2 separate regions of the Gossypium hirsutum genome follow, and region 2 is linked to region 1. The links are chromatin contacts, called in public Hi-C maps. All regions are on one chromosome and are shown on one strand. Each heading gives the region's core, a stretch centred on a gene start, on an enhancer-like site or on the middle of the called end of the contact. The rest is flanking DNA. Distances are from core to core; before and after follow the strand shown. Region 1 holds the start of LOC107951921 (proline-rich receptor-like protein kinase PERK15). Region 2 has its middle 32 kb from the start of LOC107952425.

Evidence for each region. A called contact is a pair of places that touch in the nucleus more often than the background predicts.
Region 2: a Hi-C map of leaf shows a contact between it and region 1, with 2.3 times the contacts expected there. The contact joins the enhancer-like site here to the promoter of LOC107951921 in region 1. A contact is called at or near these places in 5 of 34 Hi-C or Micro-C datasets (all in leaf).

Annotation. Positions count from the first base shown.
Region 1 is chrA02:87,126,046-87,129,394 of Gossypium_hirsutum_v2.1, reverse strand. It overlaps LOC107951921 (proline-rich receptor-like protein kinase PERK15), which reads left to right and starts at 1,475. Exons shown (of 8, transcript XM_016887105.2): 1 at 1,475-1,923; 2 at 3,102-3,349. The coding sequence starts at 1,605.
Region 2 is chrA02:87,307,639-87,310,987 of Gossypium_hirsutum_v2.1, reverse strand. It overlaps the pseudogene LOC107951908. Among protein-coding and RNA genes, the nearest start is that of LOC107952425, 32 kb to the right of the region's middle. Within about 2 kb of position 1,492, at least 9 of the 9 cell types and tissues checked have an H3K27ac peak or open chromatin away from gene starts, as enhancers often do. A contact at or near this core is called in leaf, where this site is marked.

The DNA.
Region 1 (3,349 bases), core at 226-2,725:
ATGGCTGAAACTAAATAATAATAACATATTAAATATGTAGAATATTAAAATTAAAAAAAGATTAAATTGTTTATCATTGTTCTGTCATCAACCTTGAGTCGGAGTCGAGTTAAATTGTGACATCAACTCAATCAAATATATTATTAATATACATACACACACAATTAACAGAAGTAATAAAGTGTGCATAATAAAATTAAAATATATAAAAATATTAAAATAAGACTTTATTTAGTGACAAATTAACGATTAAAGTACTCTCAAATTGTAAAATTTTTAACCGAATTGGTGACCCAATGGAGGATAACGTCAACTCAATTAGGAGTGTAAATAATTATATAAATTAATAATAAATAAATAATAATTTTTATTTTTTGCATTTTTCAAATAAATAATGTTACAAAAATTGAAAAGTAGTAAAATTGATGTGTGAACATCAAAGAATTGCTTTTTAAAATAAATTTCTTACATTTTAGGAAAACCCTAATATTACTCGGAAGTTAGGTCGACCCGCAATCATAATTTTATTTTTCCTCTCATCATCTCACCAAGTTTTCGTATTATTTTTTTAAAAATAAATCTTTATTGGAAACAAGTAAAATCAGTCTCATATCCAAAAATTCTTCATACTCAACATGGATATTGTGTACTAAATTTAAATTATAATTATTTGGTACAATTATTATTTATTCTCAACTGTCACATTTGTTAACTTGTTCATGTAATAATTCACGTGTCCATAAGTGTAAGAATTAAAAAGGGTAAAAAATTAAATGAAGACTAAAATGATTATTTTTTTGTAAAGTTAGAGAACTAAATAAGTCATTATATTTTTTTCTTATTTTGAAGATTTGTTATTCTTTACTAGAGTTTTTATCATCTTTTTTAGTTTCAACTTTGAAGTATAAATTTATGCCCACTATTTTTTATTTCAAAGTAAATGTGTATTTTTAAAATAAGAATCATGATAATCTAAATAATCTTAACTATCAAATCAAAATAAATATTCCTAAATTTTAGATTTTGATTTATATTATTTTATTTCAACAACACCAAATATAATTAAAATATTAAAATAAATATTTACTTTTAGATTTAAATTTTTTATAAAAAAATTGAAATAGAAAGCAAGATATTAAGCTTATAAACGTTAATAAATATTATTTGATATTTGTTTTTTTTACCGAAAAAAATTGATCGAGGAATTTAATGGGTACTTTACATTTTATATTTTGTAAACATAAAACCGCCGAAAAAAATTAAAAATAAATCACACGTTGCAAGTAAGCTACATTTTCTCACTACAATCAGACACGGACAGCAGAGTTTTGTCAGTAAAAACAATAAAAAGCCAAATACGACGCCGTTGTGCCTCTTTTTGATTTACTCATTTCTTTGTCAGAAGCGGGCCCCACTTGGTCCAAATTCTTTCTCCCACCCAATCATTCATAAGCAAAATTCCTTCGACTCTGTTTCAAAGTTCAAACCTCAAGCATTGAGGTTGAATTGAACCCCCCTCCCCAAAAAAAACCTCAAGCATAAAGAAAATAACAGGAAAGAAAAAAAAAATTCAAATCCTCGATTTTATCGAAACCTCACCGGAGATGGCTACACCACCATCTCCATCGCCGACGTCGCCGCCTTCCACTCCCAACACTACTTCTTCTCCTCCTTCTCCTTCCCTTACGCCGCCAGTTACTAATACTTCAACCCCTGTGTCGCCTCCGCCTCCGGGGGCTGATTCTCCGAATGCTACGCTACCTCCGCCGCCTTCGCCGAGCGGGGGCTTACCGCCTGGGACATTAGCGGGGCTTATCGTTGGGGCAGGGATGGGAGCGTTAATTGTGCTGATTGGAGTGGGCATTTTCGTAATTTTTTATAGGAGGAGAAAGAAGAAGCTTGCTGGAGCTCATCCTCAAGGAGGTCAGTCAGTCCATCTTTGTTTTATTTTTATGAAATAATTACTTGCACTTAATGTAGTTCATAACACTTCCTCCGGACTGTATATTTATCCTATATTTCTGAAGTACCATTAGTTGCAGTTGGCTTAGAAAATGTGACTTTAGTTTTTAATATTATTTGTTTTTATGGAATCTAGGTTTAATTTTGAAGTGTTTGTTTTGTTTGTATTGTATCGTACTATTGTTTTTTTAATGTTACTATTGTTAAATCATGTTAACTATATTTGTCTACATTTTGTCAACTTTGTATTATCTATTTATTTGTTTGTTTATCAGTGTTTAGAGTATAATAATGTTGTTTAAAAATAAAGAAAATAAGATTTTTGGTTCAATATAGATTATATTGAATCTTGAGTTCCTTCCCGTATTTTATAGTAAAATATCATTGGGATTTCCTTCAAACATTGGCTTTTGGTTTTCATTGGTTTATGTTGTATACATAAGAACATATGCTTATGACCTAGATCTGCGTTATTGATGCTTTAATGGTATATGGTAAGCCATAATTTTCTTTTGGAGTTCACTTGAATCAATTGACTGAGAAGACCTAAAGTATGCAGCTTGAACGAGTTACTTTTATTAAGGATTTAAAGTTGTCATGAATTTATAAGTTATCGTAGTCTTTTGTTAATTAGGATGCAAGAATCAGTTTTATTGCTCTTATCATAGTTGTCATTTGTAATTTTCCCATGCTAATTTGATTTTTTAAACCATTTACAAAAGAATGAGTTTGATCCATTTCAGCTTTCAAGCCATGATACATGCATGGCCATACATGCATACAAGAACATCCATGCATGCATGTCTAGTAAACAAACACATATGCATATCTGGGATAAGGAGGCGTCCACTGGTATCAACACTTTAGTAATTTTATCCCCAGTGCTGTAAAGATAAGCAGCAGTAATTTCGAAGTTTGTTTCTAGTTATGTTTGATTAGCAACAAATATTATATTGTGTACTTTCTAGTTGCTTTTATTTTGATTTGGTCAAGGCATTCTTCTGTTTCATACTTGTATTATATGTTTTAGTTGGACAGCGTTTGCTTTATGATTACAGTCTCATGTGGTAGAAAAGAAACCAATGGTTTTCAAAGTGAAAGGAATTGACACTAAATCTTGCATGTTGTTATACATCCAGTTGATCCTCAACATTGGCAGCAGAGTGCTCCTCAAATTGCTGTTCTGCCGAAACCTACTACTCCGCCAGGAATCACACCACATGTTTATAATTATGTTGACCCTCCTTCAACGAGTACTAGTTTGGGCTCAGAAAAGCCATCTAATCCATCACCTTCCTCAGGATTGGCCATGGGACAGTCATTGGGTGCATTTACTTATGAAGATTTAGCATTGGCAACGGATAATTTCTCTGATTCTAATCTCATT
Region 2 (3,349 bases), core at 243-2,742, 180 kb before region 1:
GTTAGAGGAGTATGTTTTATGAAACCCACATGAAAGAGGAAGAAAAACATAGGGGTTTTCCAGTATAATAAAGTAATTCGTGTTGTCCATGTCCACCAAAAGCAGTGACCATGTTAGTAAAACCTATTACACCCCAATTATGTCACAGATTATAATAACGGGGGCATAGCTTTTGGTGGACATGGATAAAACAATATACTTGGTTATGCAAAAAGGCCACTGCGTTTTTCTTCTTTGTACATTTGTTTGGGTTTTATAAAGCATCCTCCTCTAACGAGGAAAAATTTGTTGTCGTGCCCGCATAACCACTATCAAGTATGACCCCATTTATGCTTTATTCCTCGACAATATAACCCCTATAAACTTGAAGCCCTAGTTACACTTCAACCTCAGATAGTATAATTATCGTCAAGTGGGACCTTGAGTTGCAACACGATCCGATTTCCTGGGTGATGGCTCCATACTCATATGACAAATGAAATTTATAGGTCACTCAACTCCACTACACCACTATGAATTTAAACAATCATTAAAACTATAATCATGTCTATCTCAAATACGGACAAAAATAAATTTACAAATTTTTAATTTCCAACCACAAGAAAAGAAAAAAGAATTTTTTCTTTTACCAAAGTGAAAACGCGTCCTATAGAACGCATTTTTATTAGAAGTGAAAACGCACCCCATAAAACGCATTTTTCTTTTTATTTCCAAAAACAATGTAAATAGATAAATTTTCAAAAAAATGTAGTATAGATTCTCAATTAATTTTTTTTAGCATATATGTAAAATTAAAATAGAAAAATAAAAGTAAAAAGATTTACTCAATTTGATGAAACACATGGGGTGGGAGAGTTGTATCCCTACAAGATGGGAGCTTTTGGATGAGACTCAAAAGCGCGCAACTGATTGATTTTTTTGGAGGGTCCCACCATGTGGGACGGTGGTTTGCTGATACCCCTATTTTCGCAAAACAAATAACTCCAAATTCCTTCAAATTATTCAAAGATTTAATCACCCTCATTATCCCTCTACTTTTTCAACTATTGAAATTTCGTAGTCTTTACTCTATATTTTTAATTTTAGAAATTTAATTCCTCTCCTTGTTTAATTTAAAAATTAATATTTAATTTATAACCCACTAATGAAAGTTTTTATTATTCAATTAAACAATAGCAATTAAGAAGGTTATCAATTGCATTTTAAATTTTTTGTTGGAACTAAAGGTATCTCTCTATATTCGTTTTATGATTCATAAAAAAACTAATCTTTTCAGGGTTTATAGTTATCTCTCTTACCAATATTATTTTCAAGATTTTAACTTTAATTAGATTTTAATATTTAAATCAAATAAGTAGAATGACTAAATTACTAAAATTAAAAGTATAAGAGATTGAATTTTAAAAGTTTTAAAGAATATAGGGACTGAAGATAGAATTAGACCTTTTTAAAGAAAAGCCATATGTATAGACCCCCAAGTCCCGGGCCCACTAGATCCCCTCTCCACAATTTTCGGCTCAATCCGCCGTCGTATAGTACCTCCTTCCACATCCCCCAACGGCACGTGCCACACGTGTCTCTCCCAACTGCCTTCAAAATTCAAAAATCCAATCCCTTTCTCTTATTCTCATTGACACTGTCCATTTTCTTTATAACTCAATCCTTTTGCTTTGAATGATCATTGTCTGAAACCAAAGCTTAAAAAAGATCGAGGAGGATCCGGTTAAATGTTAATCGGGGGCATTTGATTGTTCTCTCTTTATAATTTCTATTTTGAAGAGGTAAACCTTTAAATCGAAGGATCGAAGTTTTGTTTTTAATTTGATTAAATAATTGAAAGAAAGCGAGGTGGAAGAGTGTTGGGAGATGAACGGAATGGGGAGACAGAGGCAGAGATCTGATGCCGCAGGAGTTCAAGTGCACCATCAGAGACAACACTCAGATAACTTCTTGGAAACGACGTCGAATGGGAGATGGCTTCAGTCTGCTGGTCTTCAACATCTTCACTCTTCCAACAACTCTGTTCCTCCTCTTCAGGTCTCACACTTTTTCCTTTTTAATTAATTTTTTTGTTGGAGAAATAAAATGAAAATGGCAATCTATTTTTTTTAGTAAGAATAAACTGAAAATGTGTTGATTTTTTAGATTTAATTATATAATTTTAAGTCTAACATGCGAAAGGAAAAGCAGTTAAGCTGGCTGCTTTAACTCTCGAGATTTCCTTTTGGTATTAAAAGAAAACAAAATGAATGAAGTTTTCCAGATGACACTTTATTGGATAAAAAAATTGATAAATGTTTGATTTTTTTCCCTTTTTTAGATTGGAAATTAATTTGCGAGCAAAATAAATAAATGGAATGTGCAGGGAGCAATATTTCAATACAAAGTAGTTATTATTTCGAATGCATGATTTTGCTGCTTATGCTGCTTGGATCGAGAGCAGGATTATGCGTTTTATGGTGGAGGAGGAGGATCTCAAGGATCTAGAATGTATAAGAATGTACAGAGGGGTTCTAATACGGGGAACGACTATTTCACGGAGCCTACAACTCCTCCATTTAGTTCGCGTCCGCCAAGCGGCGAGTTCAGTCCCGGTCTCTTAGATCTACATTCTTTTGATACTGAGCTTCTGCCTGAGGTTGGTCACTTGCCATTTCATCTTAGAGTTACAGTTAGCGAATGTAATGTAGATTTGTGTGTACGCAAGTCATACTTTGGCCTTCAAATGCAAAGAATCAATGAAACTGGAAGCTATTTGTACTTTTGTTTCATCAAGAAATATGCAGGTCGAACTTTTGGGATTTAATTGTATGATCTTCAACCTGGGGATGTGATGCTGAACGATGCAAACTGTGTTGCATATATTGTTGATGAATTATTTTTTTCCTCTTTTTCCGAGACAATAGAAAATTATAAAGTCATATGTGGAGTAATTTAGTGTTTAATACTTAGTTATGGAACTCTGTTAACTGGTGACAGATGCAGATTCCTAACCTGTATGATGCTCCTCTTTATAATCATGTTCGAGGTAGAAGCCTTGATGACTCTGAACCCTATATTTCAAACAACAAACAAACAGGCAAAGCTCGTGGTGTGCCAGAGAATAGCCTCCTTACAAGCTTTGCTGCAGATAGAGAGAAGGTCAATTCAGTTGCAAAGATCAAAGTTGTGGTATGTTTTTATTCTGCTCCGTTTTCTAACCTAATGGACTTGAACATCACCAGAACCTGTGGCTTTTTGACTGCTTCTGGGTTCATGCTAAACCACATTTATGCAAGACTTGCTTTGCACAAGTAAACTAACATCATGTTTATGTTACATGTGAATACTACTATCCCACTGAGACTGA